Regions from separate parts of the Gossypium hirsutum genome. Here all the other regions are linked to region 4. A link is a contact called in public Hi-C data. All regions are on one chromosome and are shown on one strand. The core of a region is the stretch at or near the end of the contact, and the rest is flanking DNA. Distances in the headings are between cores, read along the strand shown.

Evidence for each region. A called contact is a pair of places that touch in the nucleus more often than the background predicts.
Region 1: a contact with region 4 is called in a Hi-C map of leaf, with 2.9 times the contacts expected there. The contact joins the promoter of LOC107917995 here to the promoter of LOC121204710 in region 4. A contact is called at or near these places in 8 of 34 Hi-C or Micro-C datasets (anther, fibers, hypocotyl and 2 more).
Region 2: a contact with region 4 is called in a Hi-C map of leaf, with 2.9 times the contacts expected there. The contact joins the enhancer-like site here to the promoter of LOC121204710 in region 4. A contact is called at or near these places in 5 of 34 Hi-C or Micro-C datasets (callus, leaf and petal).
Region 3: a Hi-C map of leaf shows a contact between it and region 4, with 2.0 times the contacts expected there. The contact joins the promoter of LOC107916523 here to the promoter of LOC121204710 in region 4. A contact is called at or near these places in 6 of 34 Hi-C or Micro-C datasets (callus, hypocotyl and leaf).

What each region holds. Positions count from the first base shown.
Region 1 is chrA01:21,698,488-21,701,187 of Gossypium_hirsutum_v2.1, reverse strand. It overlaps LOC107917995 (vacuolar protein sorting-associated protein 35B), which reads right to left and starts at 1,350. Exons shown (of 23, transcript XM_016847466.2): 1 at 1,093-1,350; 2 at 902-998; 3 at 659-782; 4 at 1-36. The coding sequence starts at 1,182.
Region 2 is chrA01:21,274,695-21,277,394 of Gossypium_hirsutum_v2.1, reverse strand. No RefSeq gene overlaps it. Among protein-coding and RNA genes, the nearest start is that of LOC107917984, 14 kb to the left of the region's middle. Within about 2 kb of position 1,379, at least 6 of the 9 cell types and tissues checked have an H3K27ac peak or open chromatin away from gene starts, as enhancers often do. A contact at or near this core is called in leaf, where this site is marked.
Region 3 is chrA01:21,293,170-21,295,869 of Gossypium_hirsutum_v2.1, reverse strand. LOC107916523 (probable nucleoredoxin 2) reads left to right here and starts at 1,309. Exons shown (of 3, transcript XM_016845782.2): 1 at 1,309-1,772. The coding sequence starts at 1,629.
Region 4 is chrA01:21,504,545-21,507,244 of Gossypium_hirsutum_v2.1, reverse strand. LOC121204710 reads right to left here and starts at 1,371. Exons shown (of 3, transcript XM_041075095.1): 1 at 1,231-1,371; 2 at 575-875; 3 at 1-368. The coding sequence starts at 1,263.

The DNA.
Region 1 (2,700 bases), core at 101-2,600, 190 kb before region 4:
TTGATATAGATAGATCCTACTGTACATAGAAGATACCTGGTAGATTATCAACTAAAATTTCAGATACAGTGACAATGACGGTCTAATATTTGACAATACTCACAATCACAATACAAATTAACTATTTGGAGCTTATCTAGTTATGAAGCAGAAACTTCCAGAAGAAAGCCCATTTGCAGTTTTACTAATCGTTTTTCTTCATAAAAAACTAGAGTCCCATTTCAATACGGGTCCTAAAACTGTGGGGAAAAAAACCAACAGCTAAGAATGAGAATGGATACCCATATATGTTTGGAATTCGAAAATGATATAAGAAAGAATGACTTAAATATATTAAAATAAGTCCCTGAACTAAAATTAAATAATTAGTCGTGTCATTTTAATGCAAATTGCAATGGATTTAATACTCATATATATATATACTCACTCAGTTGAGCGTTGATCAGACTGGAATTCGTTAACAACGTCATCAACTTCCATCTAAGTGGGCTCTATTAGCTAAAAGGAGATATTTAAGGGTTTAATTGAATAAAGGCTCATTGCAATAAACAACAAGTATTGGATGATTATTTAATTTTAATTCAATGCTTTTCATATTTTAGAAAATAAATCTAGAGAAATATGCAATTAATTATTAAATTTGTTGAAGGACACTTACAATCTAGGCAAAATATTGCCGGCATGTTGAACAAGCTCGTACAGATCAACCACAGAGACACCATGTTTGCTGTCGTCTTTGAAGAATAACTCCAATCTCTTCAATTCATCAAAAGCTCGCATATCTTAATTCCAGTCATAGACACATTATAAAAAATAATAATAATCAATCACAATCAATAAATTTCAAACACTATCGACTCAAGCAATCAATCAAAAGAAAAAAATGAACAAACAGAATTACAAAGTTCATAGTATTTGCGAGGAGAGAGTTTGGAGGTCCGGAGCTCCGATAGCATTTGAGCAGAGTACTTGAGAGCTTCTCTAAGATTATTAGAATCCTGAGATAAGAAATATCCAAATTAGCACAAATGAAAGAGGATCTGAGATGTTCCGTTCAAATTCAAGTGGAGATAGGAAAGCTTTTGGAAATACCAAAGCTCGATGCATATAAAAAGCATTGTGTTGAATACCAGCGATCCCTTCCGCCAGCCATTTCTCTTCGTCCTCTGTTCCGTTTAACATTATTCTCTCCGCCACTTTCTTCCAGACCTTGACACTGTTCGATCTTCTACCAAAAAAATTACTTTTCCGATGTTGATCTCATTGAAGTCCTGGGACAAGAGAACAAACAAACAAAGATGCCCAGCTGAGACGCATATTCGAATGCCTCAAAACTAAGCCTCATACAGAGCTTACCCCAACTTTCAGCCCAAAAAATGTTGATTGCCTCGCTTTTGTACTATGTATTTTTATTGGGATTTGGGAAAAGGTCAGCCCATCATTGAGTTACGAACATTATCAACTCTTGTTTGAAAGGCATGATAACTTGTTCAATCCTTCAACTTTATAAAAAAAATTATTTTAATTTTTCATTTAATCTTTCACTTTTTTAGATTACCTTAAAAATAGAAATGTTAACCTTTAACCCATGTGAGATCCACATGGATTTCAGTAATTAATTAATTTAAAATTTATAAAAATTATAAAAATATAAAAATATTATGAATATATTATTAAGTGGATGTACATAATGATAAAGATAAAATTTTGATATACTTTAAATAGTTATTAGAATTAGATTTTTATTTCTTTTATATTTTTTATTCCTATAAATAGAGATTCTGATGAAGCATTATAATCATCCCTTTTGATCAATAAAGTTCATTCTCTATTGCTTTCATATTTTCTTTGTTCTTTATTCTCTCCATCTTTCTTTATTTTATAACACATTATCCGCACGATTCTCAAATTTTTTTTTCTAAACCCACCTCATTCTTATTTTTCATTTGATAACTCATACCTCAATTGCTTTATATCCTTTTCTAATCCCCCACTGAATTGCTTTCATTATTTTTCTTACTTAGCATTCAAATTGGTTGATTGGCTACCTAAAAATTGACGAAAAAAGAGGGACTCAAACTTGTGCAGCGATTTGCTTAAAATTCTTGGGAGGAATCGAATTTAATTTCTCTATCGACTTAAGTGATTATAATGTCAAATCTTGCCAAACTTGAATTTGCCGCCCTAAAGATCTCAGGTAAAAATTATTTGTCATGGGTGTTAGATGCTGAAATTCACCTAGATGCTAAAAGTCTAGGGAATACTATAGTAGAAAATAAAGAAGCATCTAACCAAGACAAGGCAAAAGCAATGATTTTCATCCGTCATCATTCACATGAAGGATTAAAAGTGGAATATCTCACAGTGAAAGACCCTCTTGAGTTGTGGAAAAATTTGAAAAAAAGATTTTACCATCAGAAAACAATGATCCTCTCTAATGCTCGTTATGATTGGATGCACTTACGGCTGCAAGATTTTAAGACTATAAGTGAATACAATTCAGAACTTTTTAAAATTAGTTTTCAACTGAAATTATGTGGAGAGAACATAACTGACAAGGATTTGTTAGAGAAAACCTTTTCAACCTTTCATGCTACTAATGTGCTCCTGCAATAGCAATATCGTGAAAAAGGTTTTAAAAAATATTCTGAATTGATTTCATGCCTTTTAGTGGCTGAACAAAATAATGAGTTGTTGATA
Region 2 (2,700 bases), core at 130-2,629, 230 kb after region 4:
TAAAATTAATTTCATTTTGAGCATTGTTATATTTAAACTTGGGACCTTTAATTAAACTAAAATTTTATCATTGAACTAATAAATTTATTCTTATCAATGAACTAACGAGAACAAAATATAACCTAAATGAAAGCATAAAAATAATAAAAATTCAAAAGAGAGCATTTAAACACAAAACCTCAAACAACATCTAAAGCATTTAACCATTAAAATAGATTATTGTAGTTAACATAATTAAACCTAGAAATTACAAAATTTGGAGCATGACATCCATCAAGCTATTAACATGCTTTACTCTCTCATCATTAGGGGCTTTCTTAGTTCCAGAGGCAGTCGTTGCCTTGGTAATAAAGCGAGGGGATTTGCTAGGTTCGAGTAATTTTATTGAAAAAGGTCTCGGCCTCTAAACAAAAGATGGCAGAAGGGAACCATGGGAGCTAAGGTAAGTGGTTTTGCGGATGAAACGAAGATGAGAACTAGGTGGCTTAGTTAAGAAATTTGTGACGGCAGCCATTAAACTCCCTTTAGAAGTTCTCTCGGTTCATGGGACAAGTCGGGTTTAGACTGAGCCAATACAAAATTTCAGTTCTGTTTTCTAAGCTTGGGCTAGGTCAAGTTGTATTCGGACTGAGTCAATACGAAATTTTAGATCAGTTTTTTATGCTCAGACTTGGTTTAGCCTGAAAAATAGAACTAAAATTCTACCCAAGCCCAATCCATATTAAAAATACTAAACTCAAGTGTAGTCCACTCGTATTAATTTTTTATTATTATTTTACATAAAAAAAGTTTTTTTAAAAAATATAATACATTAAGTACACTAAAAACATTAAAATAAATGTTTTCCAATAAATTAAAAACAAAGATAGTGGCAACTTAACAAGAAAATGTCTCTAAAATAGTAACAAAATTAACAATAAAATAAAAGTTAAATAATATCCAAACAATAATAACAAAGTAATTGCAATATAATAGCAAAATGGTAGCAAAACAATAATAAAACAACAGATTCGAGTCAAGCTCAAGCAAAAAAATCTTACCCAAAGCCTACCCATTTAGAAAATGAGCCTTATTTTTTGTCTAAACTTATTTTTCGAGCTTATATTTTTATCTAAATTTTCTCATATTTTGAGTAGATCTTCAAGTTTAGGCGGATAAACAAACCTTTTAAATTGTTTAAGAAAAAAAGTGAATATGGGATTAGGATGTGATGTAAAATTCTAATCGATCAAATATGCTAAACTCTAGTTTTTGGTTTTTTCTTTTTGGGTTCACTTTTATCTACGTATTTCGTTTTTTTCATGTCTTGTATTATAATTGGGTATGATATTTGAGCCCTTTGAGTATGGTTGCCCTTTGTGCAGTAGCAATCATTTTAAGGTTACTATTCAGACCCGAGAGTTTAGATATCTAAAAATCTCCTAGACTGAAATCGATTGGGCTTGTATGAAATGAACCATTTGGGTTTAGTTTCTAGTTGTAACTTTGAAACTCAAGAAAATTGCAGGCTTGAGGGTCAAAGTTCATATTTTGCTACAACATAACACCACCTTAAATTGTTATAACCAATGTAAGGGCATGTTGCAAACCATGATTCCAGGGAAGTTGAAGTTCACAACGGCTCAAGCAATTGACATGACTATCTCTTGATTGGAGAGTAAATCAAATTGTATAACAAGTAGTTGTTACTGATCAATTGTACTATCAGAATGTACACTGTAACACTGAGCAGCCATGGTTGCTATCCAAAAATTGGCCTCTGGTCAAATTGTATGCCAGCAAAGTTAGTCAGATGCACCAATGACCATCAATTGGGTGGTTTTGTTGAAGGATTTGAGATTTGGTATTTTAGGTATTTGTATAAAAAATTATTTAATATTATAATCTTATTTTAATAATAAAAATTTAACATTGATAAATAAATTTTTTTAAGAGTAATAAATGTTTTATACTATAAAATATTAGTATATATTTAAATATTGCTTAACTTTATTTATTCCCTCTAAATTTAATGTGTTACTATACACTTTCATATATGTAATATATACAATTTCTAATTAAATTTTAATTATACATTAATTATTATTAAATCTATATAGGATATTAGTTATTTAATAACTAATATCTTATTATAAAATAAATTTTGAGAAAATAATTATATAATATTTAGTAACAAATATAATTTATATTTATATTTGTTTCATAGAAAAACAACTTTCAAAAATTGCTTTAGAAAAATTTACCGATAAAAAAATTATTTTACCTAAAATCATTGTAATGTTAGAAATATTATATAAGTTAACTTTTCCAAAAAAAAAATTATTTTTCAAAAATAATTTGTAATCAAACAAAAACAACCTAATTTTATATAAATTATATGATTTCATTTTATTAAAAAATTGAAAAATAAATCTAAAATAATATTATTTATAATAAAATAATTTCATGATAATAAAAAGAAAAGAAAAAAAAAAGAAGAGGATTTGATTAACTATTGTACAAATATTCTATCCATAGCATATAGATGGGACCTATCAGGGACTTTGTTCAACTTGGAATTTCTGGTTTCTATAATGAGAATCGTCATATTTACGGTAAGAGTGAATTAAAATATTTTATATTAAAATAATATATTTTTAAATAATAAAAAATATTATTAATAAAGTGACGTGATTTTGTATTTGATTCCCAATTAATGAT
Region 3 (2,700 bases), core at 60-2,559, 210 kb after region 4:
CATAATATGAAGATAGCTTAATTCATGTGCTAAATTGATAAATTTTGACAAAGAATATTAACAATGGTAATGATTGGAGTGAGATCGGCAAAGTAAAAAGACTTAACTTTTAACTTTTTAAGTATATGGGTTAAATCTCAAATTTTGTTAAATTAAAATGATTGAGAAGAGATTTTAACCAAAAAGAAATATTACAAAAAATTGAAAGCATTGTGAAGGGAAAAAGGTTTCTAGAAAAGAATTAAACAATGGTGGAATACAAACAAAAGGAAAGGATTAAAAGTACTTTTAAATTAAGGTCTTCGGGTTGCGCGTTGCCAAGTGTCGTTTAAGTGGGCCCCAATATAGTGAGAATTCAAAGCTACAATTTTTAGAGCCTTACAGCCGTCTCATCCTCCCACGCACTATTTTTATATTTATCTTTTTCAAAAATTTAGAGGAAAATTAGATTACGGTGCTTACCATATGAGTGATATTTTATTTAATAAAATTTAAATATTGAAGTAGGTAAATTCTTATTGTATGTGTATTTCGTTAGTTTTTATATAAAAATATACAAAAATTATAATAATATTTGTTCTTTTATTAATTTAACCAAACTTTTAAATACTAATATATTTCATTGAAGTACGAGATAAAAAATAAATAAATATTAATTTTATTTTTAATATTTATATATTTTTATTAATTTTATCTTTATTTTTAGTTAAATTTGGCTCTCAACATTTTAAAAAAATTAAATTTAATTAATTTTTTAAAAAAGATTTGAAATTATGTTTGTTTGATGAGAATACTAATTAAAATGTTAAAAATTTAAATACGATAGCCTCCATGATAATGGATGTATACTCAATGCTAATATTTTTGAAATTTTATGAACTTTTTATATTTTATATTTTATTTTTTTTATAATTTTTAAATTATTATTTGTTGAAGTGATATATAAAATAAATGATGTTATATTAAGATGATGTGTACATAAATTATAATTCAAGTTGTCATGTTAACAACATTAAAAATTAATATTTTGATCATAATTTTTATTAAAAAAGAGAGATTTGATTTTTTTTAAGGTTAAAATATCAAATTTAGAAGAAAAAAAAACCAAATTGATAGAAAAAATGTAAACGCTAAGTTTATTGTTTTGTTTAGATAAAAATATAAGAAGCAATTAAAATAAAAAAGAAAATAATAATAATGTTAAAAAGGTGGAGAGAGTTAGAAATACAGGTGTCCACTACATCTTTATGACAAACACGGGACCTTACCTACCTTATCTAAGATAGCTTGGAAACGCTGGCCTGGACTTCGATTTTTCTTATTTTAACAAAAGCGAACCCAATGTGTCGAACCAAAAGGTTATATGCGTGACAGATGACGGTCTTGACCAATTAAATATAAGTCAAGACGTCGCCAGCATGATAGTTAATGGACCCGAGGAACAGTGGGAGTTTGGCTCATTGACGATACTTTTGGAGTGAATCGTAAGTTCGGGGGGGGGGGGTTGAATTGCTATCTTAGGATAAAGAATATGGTTCCATGCAATTTAAGCTTTGAAAGGACTGATTTAATCTTTTATAAGCAAACGAGAAGCGAGAAAAGAAGACAAGTGATGAAGTAGGAAGGAAATGGATTTGGACGACAACGCCAGGAATCTTGTTCAAGCTTTGACAAATGGTGATGCCGAGAAGATTTCAACATCTAGATTTTCTTCTCTTTTGGCTTCTAAAGATCGTGATTATCTTCTGTCCTCAACTGCTCAAGATGACCAGGTTAGTTTTCCTTTCATGGAAGGAAATAAAGAACATATCTAGCATCTTCTTCTTCTTCTTCTTCAGTATCTATTATTAATTTTTAGCTGTAAACTTTAAGTTGTGGTCAGACATGAAAGCACGCAGCCACCTTTAGGTCTAACTCACTTATGGCTTCACGGTAATTTGTACTCTTTCATCATCATAGATCCATTTCTTTTCTATCTTCTTCTTTATCCAAGACTTCTTTCTGAAATTACATAAACCTTCCAGAATATCTTTTCTAGAACTATATATATATATATATATCATTATTTGGTATTATTCTCAAAATATTTAACTTTATTTATTAGCAACATATTTCAGGAACTTCTATAGGGTTTTAAAATGGAAAGTCCACCTGCTAATACTTTGTTATATATGTATTATAAGGTCCAGCAAACTAGAACTTGGTTATGGTATAATCATCTGGGTATATTATAGCACCAAACAAAGAATGAAGAAATATATGGGATGTTGTTTGGTAGAACATGTTTAATTGAGTAGATCTTATGTTATTTCGCTAGTGGTGGTTGTTAAACTCGACAATGATTTGATTTAGTTTTGAAGGGAATACTTTTTTAGGGGTCTTTTATGTATTTATGACAATTAGGTGATGATCACATTAAATAATTAGATGAAACTGAGAAATGGATCATTGTAAGTTCATAAGCGAACAATCTAAGTCGGTTACATGTCTTGTCGGTAATTCAAACATGTTGGAACACCATTGGTGGTGAAGAGATCTTGTTGTTTTGATGTTCTTGTGGGGGGTTATGAATTTTGCTTGTCGGGAAGGGAATTAGAACGGATTCTTAGCATGAATGTGGGATGCATTCGTGATAATGTTCAATATATCGATATATGATATATCGGCAAAAACTATCGGAAATATGTCGGTGATCGTCCT
Region 4 (2,700 bases), core at 122-2,621:
ACGCAACTGATGCAATCCCCAAAGATCAAAAACATCTAATGCAAAGGGATCAATATATTCTATAGTTGAATCAGAAAATGGCAATTTATGGAATTTGCCTTTTTTACAAACAATGCAAACACTATCAAGCAACATATTATTTAATGTAAGATTACACTTATCCAGAACAGTTTTAACAACAGACGTAAACGGATGGCCCTGGTGATTATGCCACAATGAAAAAACATCACTGTCATCGGGCCGACGCTGAAGTCCAACGTGAGCAATAGAAGGAGCTATAGTGCTTGAAATAGAAGTACCCGGTAAGGAAAACACGTACAATCCATCAGGAAGATGGCCTTCAGCAAAACTTCCCGGGTCACGCTGTCCTTAATAACACAATATGTGGAATGGAATTCAAAAAAGACACCATTGTCAGTGGCAAACTGAGATACAAATAATAATTTTTTTTGTACTGCCGGAACACACAAAACATTAGATAACCAAAGCAGTTTAGACTGCGTAAATTATACCCCCTGACCAATAGACGAGATTATAGCAGGCGTTCCATCAGCTATTAAGAGTGAAGACGTACCTGAATACGGGTTAAGTGTCATGCAAAGCCGAAGGATCCCGACAAACATAATTACTAGCACCAGAGTCAGGTTACCACGAGGAGGTGCCAACTGGCATAAGAATATACGAGTCTGTGCCATCACCATTAGAGCCAACTTGTGTAGTATTTCCATAAGACCTAGAGGAATCAAAATAATCAGATGCGTGAATGTCACCGACTCGAGGAAGTCCAATGCAAGGATCAAACCCAGAGTAGACACGCGCACAGGGTTTGGTGCGCCAAGGAACCACAATCCCACTCGGCTGACCATCATTCGGCCCTACACCAATAAAGGGATCAAATTGAACATTATTAGAAATAGGCTCAATAGGAATGGATGGGGTAGTCGGCCTAGGAACGCCATGTACAGGCCCAAAAGCATGTGATCGACGCACATGAGGCCTAGGCGCATAACCCATAGCTGGCCCACGTGCTGACAAATTGGGCTGCTCATTAACACCATGTACACCTCTATTGCCATCATGAGAGAAAAAATCTCTTTGACCCACGATGTACTGTTGACCACATTCAAAACAATTTTGACCAGAATTAGGTGTAAACCTAGGCCGACGGTTTTTTTGAGAGAACCAGCCTTCATCTCCAAACTCATCATGCAAACCAGGAGACAAGCCTACCATTAAAGTTACTTGATGCGACGCCGGAGCCATTGCCGGCAAAGAGTCGTCGCGATGGTACCTATTGTAGCACCTTCGTGCGATATGTCCAAACCGCAAGCAAATTTAGCACTGTAGACGTGGCCGAAAACTTCTTCCTCGACTACCACGAGATGGAGGTCGACCACCACGAGTGACACCCTTCACTAGCTGCGAAGAAACATTCTCCACCATATTCGTCACAAATAAGAGCTCTTGGACCTCTCGCGCCTGACGAGACTCACACTCGAGGAGGGCATCGACTACACGTTGAAAAGGAAACGGAGTGGAGGAGAGAGACGCAGAGGACACAACAACATCAAACTCGGCCGGTAATCCTGCAAACATGATTTCAATTTTCTCTGCCTCTGAGATGTGAGAACCAGAAGCTTCCAAGAGAGCACAGAGACCTTTGATTTTCGCAACATACCCCTTGATGGAGAGGCTCCCTTTCTTGAGAGAATGCAATTCATGACGGATCCGAGATTGCTTAGCACTTGTGTTGGCCGCAAACAGACTTGTCGTAGTCAACCACACGTCAGAAACCGATCGTACATTCGTGAAGAAGGACAAAAATGAAGAGCTGATCGTGGAAAGAAGCCACGAGGTAAGAAGCTAATCTTGTTGATCGAAGACCGTGGCAGACGAATTCGCAAGAAGAGCACTGTTTGGTCCTTGGTCAAACCTCTGCGGAGCAGTAAAAGAGCCATCCAAAAAGCCTACCAAATCATATCCAGCAACAATGTGTCGAATCTGTTACTGCCATTGAAGAAAAGTGCCTTCGTCAAGTTTGACCACATCATGCCGAGGAAACGACGTCATGACATGATCACCATGAAAGACCGCACCATGATGCTCATTGAAATCGGAGTCAGCGGAGTGAGTAGTAGCCATCCCCGAGTATCAACAAGCGACTGATACCATGAAGAAATATTGGTAATCTAATGAAGAAATTCCATTAATGTATTTAGACTTCAAAACTTGTTTTTGTACATTTGGAAAATAGTATTTATAGACTTAGTTAACAGACTTAGCTAACAAGCTTAGCTAACAAACTTGCTAACAGAATTGCTACTCATAACAGCTTGACTAACAACTTAGCTAAGCTAACACTAATATCCTTAACACATTGAGACAGATTGTTTACGAGTAGTGAACTCTTTGCATGCTCAAGATATTGATGTCTCTGAGTTTGGTTTGTTGGTTCAGAACTGCCGAAATGTTACTTATTTTCAGCATTTTTCATTTTGTTGGACTCGTGAAGAAGCTAATAAAGCTACTCATTCGCTTGCTCGGGTAGTTTCATTGTATACGAACCACAGAATAGAGTAAGCCGTCTGATGGTCTCTCTATTGTTTTATCATTTGATGCTATGAATGCCGAGGCTAATAATAGTGTAAAGTGTAGGATGGGATGTATAAGGTAAGTCTGTGTGCTTGGGTTAGTTTTGCT